Regions from separate parts of the Gossypium arboreum genome. Here region 2 is linked to region 1. A link is a contact called in public Hi-C data. All regions are on one chromosome and are shown on one strand. Each heading gives the region's core, a stretch centred on a gene start, on an enhancer-like site or on the middle of the called end of the contact. The rest is flanking DNA. Distances are from core to core; before and after follow the strand shown. Region 1 holds the start of LOC108489393 (ras-related protein RABC1-like). Region 2 holds the start of LOC108487475 (NAD(P)H-quinone oxidoreductase subunit O, chloroplastic).

Region 1 (6,707 bases), core at 454-2,953:
ACTCAATCTGTACTACTGATGTAAGAGGAACTCAATTATAAATAGAGGCTTATTTCATTAGAGCAAATCAATTTAGAATCTATTGAAAGGTTCAACTTTTGTCATCCCTAATTGTAACGAGATTTTAAAATATCTATTAAGTTAATGTTGATAATATCATTTTAACGTTGTACTCAACACTTGGTTTAAATTTTGTTATTTTTCCTTAGTTTGTTATGTCTAATAGCTATTAACAATTGTATCACACTTATGTGTGAAAAAATAATATATTTAAAATATCGATGTACATTTAAAATAATTTTCAAAAATAATAAAATGAATAATTTGAAAATATAAAATGCCTATAATCATATTTATTAATTGATTCAAATTTGGTTTTTAGTACATTCTCTAGTTGAGGTGTTACTTTGTTTAATTGCTTATTGTATAAATAGAAATTGCTACTTGCCCCTAGACCTGATCAAGCCCGGTCGAAATGTAAGAGGTTTTGGACAAAAATATAGGCTTTAAAAAGGGCTTGGACAAAAAAAATAAGACTCGTTTAAAAAATGGGTCTGGCCTCAAGTAAGGCATTTTTGGCCCGAGCCCGGCCCGAATCCACTAAAAGACAAAAAAATTTACTTTTTTTAAATATTATTTTCTTGTTGTTTTCTCTCTATTTTGCTACCTTAAAGACATTTGTTAATTTTGTTATTATTTTAGAGACATTTTCTTGTTAAGTTGCATCTATCTTAGTCTTATTTAAATATACATATTTTTAAAATTTATTTTAATTTGTTAAAAATATTTATTTTGATATTTTTAGTTTTTTGATATATTATATATTTAAAATTATATAAAAATAATATAAAATTTAATATGGGAGAGTCCGATTGAGTCGGGCTCGAATTTTAACATTTTATTTAGTTTAAACTTAAACAAAATTTTAAACCCTAAATTTTTAATTGACCTAACTCTAACCTTACTCGACCTGACTCCAACCATGCTCACCTCTACTTAGAGTGATCATGGGTGGGAGGCCGGCCCGGCCAAGGCCTCCCAAAAACAGGAGGTTTGGGTAAAATATAGGCTCGAAAAATGGGCTTGGGCAAAAAACGAGGCTGCTTAGAAAGCGGCCCGGCCTCGAGTAAGAGTTTTTGATGGGCTGGCCGGCCCTACCAATTATATATTAATATATATATTTTATTTTATTTTAATTATTTTAAATTTTTAATATAACTATTTTTATTATATTATTAATTTGTGTATTGTTTTAAGAATTGTTTTAGTATTATTTTTATTTGTTTTAATATTTGTTTTATGTTTTTAAATATATTTGATTTATTATATTTTTAAATTTTTTATTTCAAATAAAAAATTTAATATAAGCTTGGCGGGCAGAGCTCGAGCTTAATAATTTTATTTCAGGCCGGACTTGGGCAAAATTTTAGGCCCATATTTCGGGCCAAACCGGGCCCGAGCCTAGTATACGGGCCTAAAAATTTGTATGAGTCCGACCCGAACCTGACCCGACCCGACCCATTATCACCTCTACCTCTACTTGCCCCAAAATGAAAATCTAAGATGAAATCAGAGATGTCCAATGATTTGTTCGTCTACTCAAAAAGTCAAAACATAAATCATCCGAGTTCACAGGACCCGACCCGGTTATTGCCAATTTTTTATTTTCTGGCGTTGGAATGGAAAGAGCCAAACCCACGCGCGCTACTATTCTTGTAATTCCTTACTTTGCCCTTTTGCATTTACAAGTTCTTTTTAAGTTTTAGTTTAAAAGTTTTATTTTTTATTTTTCTCAATTAACCCTGCTAATCAGAAATTCTGTCTCGCTCTCTCCTCCATTATTTCATTTTCTTCTCACCATTTTTCTTTTCCGAGAGGTAATCTCTTATTATATTTAATTTTGATGTATAAAATAAATTCTATAAATATGTATGATCAACCATGATCTAAACCTGTGTAAGGAGTTTTCTTTTCTCAATTAATAAATTCTTTGGGATACATGATAAGGATATTGTTAGATTCAACCTTTTATCTCGTTGAAATCCAAATCTATACATATGATTTTGCTTCCATGTTGTTTTTCAGGTTTAGATGCGTTGATAAGGTGAAAAAGAGAAAGAGGGCTGGATTTGGGAGATCCGATCGTAGAAATTTGGTGTTATTTGAAAGAAAGATAGTTCAATTGGTAAATTAATTGAAAAATGGAGTCGTCGAATCAAGCGGAGTTCGATTACTTGTTCAAGTTGCTGATGATAGGAGATTCAGGAGTTGGAAAGAGTAGTCTTCTTTTAAGTTTCACTTCCGATTCCTTTGAGGAACTCTCTCCCACTATTGGTCAGTATTCATTTTGAACTGTGCTCATCAACTTTTATTCCTTTTTATGTCTTATAATTTATAATGGCATTGTCTTGATCTCTGGAACATGAAGATATCTACGCTCCCTTTTGGATTTTCTTTTCAAGATCAAAAGGCGGCTTACCAAAAAAATTTTTTGAAGAAAAATTGAAAACATAACTTTCTTTTGGAGAAAATTGTACGAATTTACTTATGTATGGATGCTGTTGTTACTTGCGTTTTCCAGTTTAACCACTAGGAATTATCCAAATGCTTAAGAATAGAGTTTCCAAATCTTAAATTTTAACTCGATTGGATCTCAAATGTTGGATGTGCCAAATTAATTCTTGGTTTTATGATTCTGAGAAATGAGGTTTGCATTGTCTTTTTGTGGATAGTTTTGTTTTGTCTTTTGATAAAAAGAAAGGAAATATGATGAGTGAACAGAAAGACTGTAAATTGGGAATGAAAATTTTATTTTATCAGAAATCTAGAATGGATTGATGATCTTGCAATGTGGTCTTGGTTAAACTATTCTACTTCTGTAAAGCCTTCAGTGCATTCACATTAAACTGATTATAAGAATCATTAATCTGCTTACATATCTTTATGTCCTGATTTAGAACTCTACTTGTTTTGTTGTGTAGGTGTTGATTTTAAAGTGAAATATGTAAATGCCGGGGATAAAAAGCTGAAGCTTGCAATTTGGGATACAGGTAATACCTAAAGTTTGCTAATGTGTTATTTCTGGTTTTTCTTTGATTTTTTTTTTTTGAAAGAAAAAGGCCCAAAAAGGCCAACTATATTAAATTAGAAGGTATCATCCAACACCAACCGGTGGATGAAATCCGGGTAGTCCAAACCAAAATCCAAAGCAGTGATCCCATCCATCAGCCAATATGCCATGCAATGAGCAACATGATTGGCTGACCTATGGGAAAAGGAAAACTAACAGCATTGAAAGAATTGCAAATACTTAAGGCCCCTCTAACAATACGGCCATAAATGGACAAATCAAGAGTCCGATTATTGAACTTATTAATAATAAAAGCACAATTAGACTCGAAAATAACTCCGGAGAAACCCTTCTCGAGGGTCTTCTAAGCAGCGCAAGCCGAAGCGATAGCCTTAGCTGAATGGCCATCAAAAGCCTTGGTGATCGAACAAGCATAATCAGCTAGCGCCATGCCCTCATGGTCAGGAACAATGGCACCGCTAGAAGCAACTTTTTTCTATGCATTTCATGCCACGTCAACATTAATTTTGACCGCATCTTCAGGAGGCGGAGACCATCGGGTCACAGTCAGACGTCAAAGTAACAACGGCGCATACAAAAGCTTATGCACACGAAACTCATGATGGATCGAACGAGCTCTCAAAACCACATCTTGCAAAGAAGAAACCTGCCCTTGAATCACAAACAAGTTCCTTGCTTCGGACAGTTGCCATAGAAGCATAAGAAAACTAGTGAAAGCTCTTTTGTCCATCTTCCTCATTGCTGCCTCGAGCCAATCAATTGCATTGTAAAAAGACAAACAAAGCAAATCATTATGAATATTACACAAGATTAAAGCCTCCCTTGAAATTGGGCAATCCCAAAGAGCATGTATAACATCCTCCTTAGTTGTCCTACATCTAGGGCAACTTGGATCCACCCCTAGGGAGAACATAGCACATCCATTAGCCGTAGGGAGGATGCCATGACCCAGTCTCCATCCAAACAATCAACTCTTTGGAAGGGTTTTAGCTTCCAAAGTTACTTCCAAAAGACTGAGGTCCTAAACCCAAAGTCTAAAGAAGTAACCAATTATACCCTGAACGCGTGGTATAAACATTGTTGGGGGCATGCCCCCAAACCAACTAGTCTTCACTTGCCTCGCCAATACGCAGATGGAGAATTCGGGAAGCATCTCATCGTTGCAACAAGATCGAACTAACATCTCATCCTATCTCTGGTCTTCTAGAAGTAATTGAGACACCCTAGCATCATGGGGAATAGCATCACAATGACCTATATCAGGCCCATTTATAAATTTGTCCTCCCATCCATCCGTCCGGATCCTTGCCGTATTACCATTCACTATCTTCTAGTAGAAGCCCGGATGAAGCATATTTAACACTTCCATAAAGCCCTTCATATTCATACATGACGGAAGTGGTTTTCCAATGATTCTCTACTTTTGTGCTATATAAATTGACATCTACATTATTATTTCAACCTTTCTTGTCTTGAATAAATCATGCTAGAAATTGGCTTGTCACAGTGAATTATATATAATGATGTTTGGGCTATTTTGCTTACTTTGTTTCCCTTTTAATCTATCACCTGTAACTTTATCAAGTTTCTCTTTAACATCTCTGAAAGGGGGACCTTAGTTTTTATTGCTCAAACACCTATATTTGATGAGTGCAATGCTTTTTTAGTTGCTAAAGTGTCACTTAGTTCTGACAAACAGCTTATTCAAAGAAAATATTAACCTGAGATTAGTAGTTTGAGTTTACTAAAGTTCTGTTTGATCGATGCTTTTGCTATGTCCTTTTGTGCTGATATTAAGAATCAGTAGATGAGTTCAGAAGAAGGAAAAAAAAAAAAGAATCAGTAAATGAGTTGTGGATAGAGGTGAAATGCCACTTGAACTTGAAGCTACCTGGCTGCTGTTCATTTTTTTTTCCAGCCATTATTTTTGCAAAATCAAAAAGAAAATAGCAAAAGCATAAAAAATGGGGGAGCCTAAGCGAATTAGGTATTGTATCCACATTAGGATTTATGTTATGAAGACTCTGCATATATATTAATTTTATATACTTTTCAATGCCATCAAATATAGCCTTTTCCATTGGTGGCACTCATTTTTCTTTTGCATGCACAACTGGTACGCTTTTGTAGCCTTTTCAAAGTGAAGATCGTAAATCAAAAAGGTATGCCCGCATATTGGGCTTGGTATGTTGAAATCTTAAGAACCAACTTAATCTTATCATGCTTGGGTAGAAAATTGCATAAATGGAGCTGAGCCTTCTGGATGTTTTTGGAAATGACATTGCAATGATCTGGACTTTTGTTTGCCTTCAAAAGCATTGAATTGAGATGCAAGCATGTTCTTTGAGGAAATATTTGTGAATGAAGCAAATTATTTGGTAATTGTCGTATCATTCTCTGCATCATTTAGTTTGGTTAGATGTTCTCTTTAGATGACATTGCAATGTTCTGGACTTCTGTTTGCCTTCAAAAGCATTGAACTGAGATGCAAGCATGTTCTTTGAGGAAATATTTGTGAATGAAGCAAATTATGTGGTAATTGTTGTATCATTCTCTGCATCATTTAGTTTGGTTAGACGTTCTCTTTATATTACTCAACTGGGCCTTTACTGATTCGGCTTGTTGCTGTGAAAATCCTTATTGATCTGATTATTTATTATGATTTAAATCAGTTTTGCATGATAGAAATTTGCTATTTTTATTGCTCATGGCTTCATGTAGGGAGAAATTTTTATTTTCGTTCAGTCTTGACTTATTTATGCTGATATTGCATGCAGCTGGGCAGGAACGGTTCAGAACATTGACAAGTTCTTACTACAGAGGCGCACAAGGGGTCATTATGGGTAACTTTATCCCTGTTTTAAATTGCAAAATTGTCCCACTTACAAAACTTGTGCCCTTCATTCTTTATTCTATTGGGAAAATTACTACTTTAGGGTTCGTTTGTTTACATGTAAAAGGTTTTATGAAAAATATTTCTGCATTTTCCTGTGTTTATTTCACAGAAAATAGTTTGGCCAACGGAAAATGACTTACAGGTCAAGTTAAAATAAGCCCTTTTTCCTATAAAATGACTTATAATTTTGAAAGCGTAAGTCATTTTTCGGAAAAAGCTCATTTATAGATAATTTTATTTTATATAAAATTAACTTAAATCAAGCTTAATATTATTGTATTGATAATAAATTTTATTTTTATTTTAAAAATATTTAAAATATTATATTTTTCAATATTATTAAACATAAATATTTAATTATTTATATTTAGTCATATAATAAATTATTAATATAATAAATATAAATTATTATTTTAATAAATTATTTAATATTTCAATTTTATTTTAATAATAAATTTTAAAAATAATAATTTTAAATAATATTATTCACATATTATTGAAAATATTCAATATTAATATTTTAATAATAAATATTTATTACAATTATAAATATATTAATAATAAATGTTTTATCGTATAAAGGTTAAAATATGTCATAAATCTATGTACACTTCACAAATTTGTAATTTAGCCTTTGTATTTTTAGTTTCAAGAATTTAGTCCCTTTACTTTTCAAATTTTAAAATCAAGTCCAATTGTTGACATCGTTAATTTTTTTGT
Region 2 (5,859 bases), core at 1,718-4,217, 180 kb before region 1:
CTACATAACATTCAACACAAAGTATTAATTTAAATGTAACTTTAAAGCAGATCATAAAAGAGACCAAGCTGACCAGTCTCCTGGCTTCTAAGTATCCGCTTGGATAGTAATAAATCTTGAAGCCTTTCATGGTACACATTGAAATCAGATCTTACATGCTAAAAATGCTAAGGTGGATTTCGTTTTTACAGTTCCTTTTAGTAATGAATGAATGACATAAACATATTATATTGAAAAACTCGGTTTCTTGCTTTTATACAATATATGCAACTCATGGTGAGTAATTAGAACAATGTAACACCATGGAAATGGAGAATCAATGGTCATCACACTCAAATGTGCGGGACTCCATTTCCGAAAACTGCTTCACAATCTCTCATATTGGAGCTTCTCAGACTGCAAACAAAGAACGGGAACCAGGAACTACAATTACTACAGCATAAATGCTTCCAATTTCTATATAGCAATGGAACAGCGCGAGAGCAAATATTACAAAATCCATTGCCACACTGCCATACTTTGCCCTGGCCACACCCTGCTTATATATACATGTATTGAAATATATACATGTATACATATATAAGCAGGGGCTAGGTGGAGCGAATCAGGCAATCACCTTAACTGGTTCATCCCACCTTCCAAAAAAAAAAAAAAAAAAAATACACCCATCCCACCTCCACTTTTCAGCAAGAAGAAAAAGAAAAACTCTTCATTAGAGTGACTCACTTTTGAAATCAATCATATAGTTCAAGTTTTGCCTTCTCTATAAGTACACATATATACGTACATAAGTATATATGTGTGTGTCAATAATCATTTTACTAGAGCAGGCTAGTTATGCGTGATAATCAAAAGCATTAACAGTGTCTGATTGCTAAGTTGATTGATCATCCAGTAACTTAGCTAAGGTCACAAGCATTCTTGACTATTGGCAGGCATATCAGGCTTATTGAACAAGGATTGGTCTATAATTTTGAAACTTTATTAGTAAACAAGTACTTTGAATGCATTGTGGTAGCTTAGTTTTGCAGTGAATCAGTGGCCTATCCAGCCCCCTAAAATGGAAAATTATCCATTTAGGCCCTTTAGAAATTTTAAAATTTTAAATTAGTGAAGGTAAAATTGCACTTTGCCCCCTAAAAATGATAAAATTTTGATTTAATCCTTTAAAAATTATAAAAAAATAAGCTATTAAAAATTACAATTTAATTCCCCCGCCCCTAAAAATTTTCTGGCTTCGCCCCTACAGTGAATGATGCATAAAGTAGTAAAAAACTTACATTTTAAGATTTGAAATAAGTTAAACTACTTAGCCAAACTAATAACCTGAATGATTTTGGTTCATTTAGTATATAGCAGTACAAAACTAACAAAAGGGTAATTTGCCAAATCGACTCAAGTGGCCAATGAAACAATCTATTAACAGTACCTTGATAAGCATGTCCGTGGGAAGCCAAGCTGGTGCAGTTGGGATGCCGACCCATGCAACCTGAAAAAAGGTCATGCTTAGCTAGATTGAGCCTCGAATGCTCTAACGTCTAACTTAAGAATGGATCAGCATCCGGCAAAATGGGATTGCACAGAGCACAATTATCAGCAGTGGCAAAAACTATTATTCTTTTAACTAGCATTTGTATAACATATTGACATAAAGTTCTCAAAATTTTAGTTCATCATTATGTCACATTAGCTTAAGCTTAAGAATGAAAATTTTCTGATAAGAGAACTGAATTAGCATGATTTGTGGTAGAGAAGAAGCTCTAGTTTTCTGTAATCATCATAGTCTAACAAATGAAAGTGAACCAAAATACTAAGGCAAAGGCTGCAGTGAAAATTTCTCACAAGTGCATGTTCTCCTGTCTCAAAAATGCGTACATCCAGAACCTGATATCATCAAGCAGATAGCAAAAGATTTAATGTCCTTCAAAGATGTCCTAAACAAAACAAAAAGGGGAGAAAGCTTTGATACTCAATGGCTCGATAGTAGCACCTCACCACGGTCTTCGTATATGTAGTCCAAGCCTTTGTAATAGGGGGGATGCCCTACAGATAGATACTAAAACAAAACCAAAACTGTCACTATCCCTGTAATTTTATGCCAAGGGAAATCCAATACAAGTTCAAGCAGCAAAAAGCTTACATAAGTTTGTTTTTCTAAAACAAAAGAAAAAAAAATGTTTGATAATCTCTTATAATCCCCTTTCTTTTTCTTCTCTGTACATAAAGAAAAATTGTCTAATCCAAAGCAAAATTTTATCCCTCCGGAAGATCCCTTCTCTAAAGAGTTTGTATCAACAAGGGAACAAGCATTGTGGAAACAAGGGATTATGTGTCATTTATCCAATTTCTTGCACTTTCAGCAAACTATGTAACAAGAAGAAGATAACCAATATAGCATAAATCAATTCATGTTTCACTTACATTAATACTGTTGAGATACTTGTCTTTATCCACCCTAACAATCTGGCCTTTCTTCACTGCCCAAAACCAAACCCACTTCCATCATTTCAAACCCAAGCAACTTAAACCAATAATTGAGGGAAGTATTTCAGAGAAAACTCACTGGAATAAACAGGCTTTTTGGGAGGTGGCTTAGCGGCGGCGGCGGGAGTGGCTTGAGGTTGAGGTTGAGGTTGAGCATTGCTAGAGCCTTCAGCGTTTTTGGTCTGTGTAGCAGTGGGGTTTCCTTTGTCAGGTTCAGAAGAAGCTTTTATGAGTAAAAATGATGGGAAGCGAAGATGGGTTTTTCTGGTTGTGAAGGCATGTGGGAAGGAAGAGAGGCATGAAGAAGAGGCGTGAGAGAGAGCAGAAGAAGAAAACGCCATGGAAACTACCACTCCTTTGAAGTGAAGCTTTACTGACCTCTTTTTAAGTGCTCTACAGATATATAGATAAGAGATGATGATCTTTTTTTCTTCTTATTCTTGTTTCTAACGGCCAGATTTTCAAGACAAAAAAAACTGTTTGTTTCCGTACATTCTAGTGGGTGAGGATGCATTTTTGATCAATTTTAAATTAATCATATTATTACGTTGCTTAAAGATTATTTTTCTTTTTGAAATTTATTACCTTCACTTTCAACAGTTTTCGCTCCAAATTTAATTTTCTTTTTAAGAGTAGAATGTGTTTTATTTTGTAGCTATGATTTTGATATTTTTTAGATTAATTTCATCTTTCTTTAACAATGTTATCAATTTTAATTCATTTTAATTTGGTTAGTCTTTTTCCTTTTTTTTTCCTCCTATTTCTTAAGAATTAACGGGATGAGGTTGCATTTGGATCAATTTTAAATTCATTTATAATTTGGATGGTATTTCCTAACCTAATTTCATTTTTTTCTACCGACGAGTGAATATTCATTCATTCAAGACTAACAATACAATTAGAAATAAAAAAATCAAACATCTCAAACAAGTTATAAGAAACTAAGCTAAAAAGGACAATTTAATCAATAGTCAAACTAAAGAGAAAAGGCAAGAAAAACAAAAGCACAAGCTTAATATGACGATGATACAAGCATGATCTTAACATTTTCTAGTTTATAGAGTTTAAAACCATAAGAATCAATTAAGAAGCCAATGCCACACTTAAAGCCATAATCTATGTCAAACTTTTGATCATATAGATCTCGGGAACTTGAACTCACCCAACACATTGACAATTATATGGCTTGTTCTCACATTGAGAAAGGTCAACAGATGCACCAACTCTTTATAACATTACAGCCCAATAGTAAAAAAAAAAAAGCTCCAAAAAGAAAAGAAACAACGTTATTCCCTATTAAAAGTATCATGTTTGCATCAAAGGTGACTCAATTTCGAACCCATGTCCATCGCGCTCACAATCATTGCCTAAAAGTCTCATTCTTGCTTTTTGAGCTCTTGAACCAAAGAATAAAAAAAACTCTTGATAAAGGATGATCAAAGAAAGAGTGAGATCGCATCATTGCTACTCAAGGGGCTCTAAGTTGTGACATCATAGGTCCAATGTTGCGACTTAGCTTGATCTTATTGGTCCATCTTTAGGGTACATGTCACGACACCACATGCTTGTTGTCGCAAGTCAAAGACCTTGGTGTCGCGTCTATACAAGTCTGTTGTTACGACACCGAGGCTTTTCGAGATTACTTCATTGGCATGGTGGAAAGCCCGATGTCACGACATCAGAGAATGATGCTGCAGCATTTAGAGTCAAAGGATTCCAGGTTGTGACATCAATATCCCAAGGTTTCAATACCGAAGCTACATGATTGATTCCTTCGCTTGTTCCTCAGTTAAGTCCCTGAAAATGCCTTAGCCACATATTAAGCTCAACTGGACATATAATTGATGTTTTTTATTGCAAATAACATAAAAACCACTAAAAAGTGTAATTAACGTAAATTCTAATCTAAATGTGAAAAAGAGATAAAGGACTCGAAACATCACCCAAAAACAAGCTCTTTAAGTATGAAAAGAGCTTAATTTATCATATTGAAATACGACGTATCAAACTCCCCCAAACTTAAGTCTTTACTTGTCCTTAAGCAAACACACAAAGCATACACAAGATGTCCCTTGAACTAACTTAAGCAATAAGGTGCATGGCAATCAAACATCGAATGTCATATTTCAAAAATCGGGTTAATAGAAATTAGGTCAATGAACCGAGAAAGGTCACGCCCAATTTCTTTTAGATGACCTTAGCATATTTGATAATAAATATCAATTATAGTGATTGAGTAGTGATGGAGCTATCTTTGATTATCTGAGTTCGAATCTCTTCCCTCTCGTTAATTTCTATTTTGTGCAAATTTGTTTTAAACCCTTAGCAAAGGTCATCCTATGTTTTTAAATATTTTCTATTAAAATGATCACAAGGAGTAATGTGGTAAAGTTGTTAAGTGTTTAGATAATTTCCTAAAGGTTCCATGTTTAACTCCTCATACACACAAATTTTTATTTTTTTTGACAACTTTAGCTAGTGTGAACACTCCTTACCGTCCAACCTAGTTACCATGCATGGGGAAAGATTCTTTTCTTGTGTGTGAGTCAACCTTCCCTTATTAAGCCCCGTTTTCACTCTCATGATCCTCTTTTTGCTCTTTTGTCCCCTCAACATACTATTCTCTTCACCATTACCTTATGTGATGTTCATTGAACCTAGACAAGATGAATAACACCCTTTTATTCCATCTTTTCATTACTTTCCTTTTCACTACCATTCCCCTCTTTTGCTCATCTCTTTTCTCTCCCCATCTCCTTTTGCACCATCTTGGACCACCATTATTTTGATTTTGGCCTCCTTTCCTCCACTGTTAGCCACCACCATTCAACCTAAACACCACCATTTTATCACTTATCCTCATCTTTTCTTCTTCTTTTTGTTCTACCACCGCTGTAACACCCCGTACCCGAGACCGTTGCCGGAGTCGGACACGAGGGGTTAACGGGCTTAATCCACTTATTTGCACAGTCCATTTTAAAATTTTCCAGACAAGTTGGTTACTGTGTCACTGTCGCCTTAAAAATCATATCTTGAGTTTCAAAACTCGAAAACCAGTTCCGTAAATTTTTTCTGAAACTAGACTCATATGTTCATCTAAAAATTTTTTTCTAGAATTTTTGGTTGAGCCAATTAGTACAGTTTATTAGTTAAAGTCTCCCCTATTTCAGGGTTCAACTACTCTGACCTTCACGCACTAAGACTTGGATATCTCCCTGTACAGGGCTTCAATACTGATTCTGTTTGTTTCTATAGAAACTAGACTCAAAAAGGAATCTATACATATATCGCCTGACTTATAATTATCTCTGGTTAATTTATAATGAATTTCCAAAGTCGGAATAGGGAATCCAGAAACCGTTCTGGCCCTGTCTC

What was found. A called contact is a pair of places that touch in the nucleus more often than the background predicts.
Region 2: a Hi-C map of leaf shows a contact between it and region 1, with 5 times the contacts expected there. The contact joins the promoter of LOC108487475 here to the promoter of LOC108489393 in region 1. A contact is called at or near these places in 2 of 5 Hi-C or Micro-C datasets (both in leaf).

What each region holds. Positions count from the first base shown.
Region 1 is chr10:24,433,378-24,440,084 of ASM2569848v2, reverse strand. It overlaps LOC108489393 (ras-related protein RABC1-like), which reads left to right and starts at 1,703. Exons shown (of 7, transcript XM_017793925.2): 1 at 1,703-1,877; 2 at 2,086-2,334; 3 at 2,982-3,050; 4 at 5,869-5,934. The coding sequence starts at 2,202.
Region 2 is chr10:24,613,678-24,619,536 of ASM2569848v2, reverse strand. LOC108487475 (NAD(P)H-quinone oxidoreductase subunit O, chloroplastic) reads right to left here and starts at 2,967. Exons shown (of 6, transcript XM_017791829.2): 1 at 2,564-2,967; 2 at 2,422-2,477; 3 at 1,991-2,056; 4 at 1,843-1,884; 5 at 1,430-1,489; 6 at 25-396. The coding sequence starts at 2,825. The coding sequence ends at 367.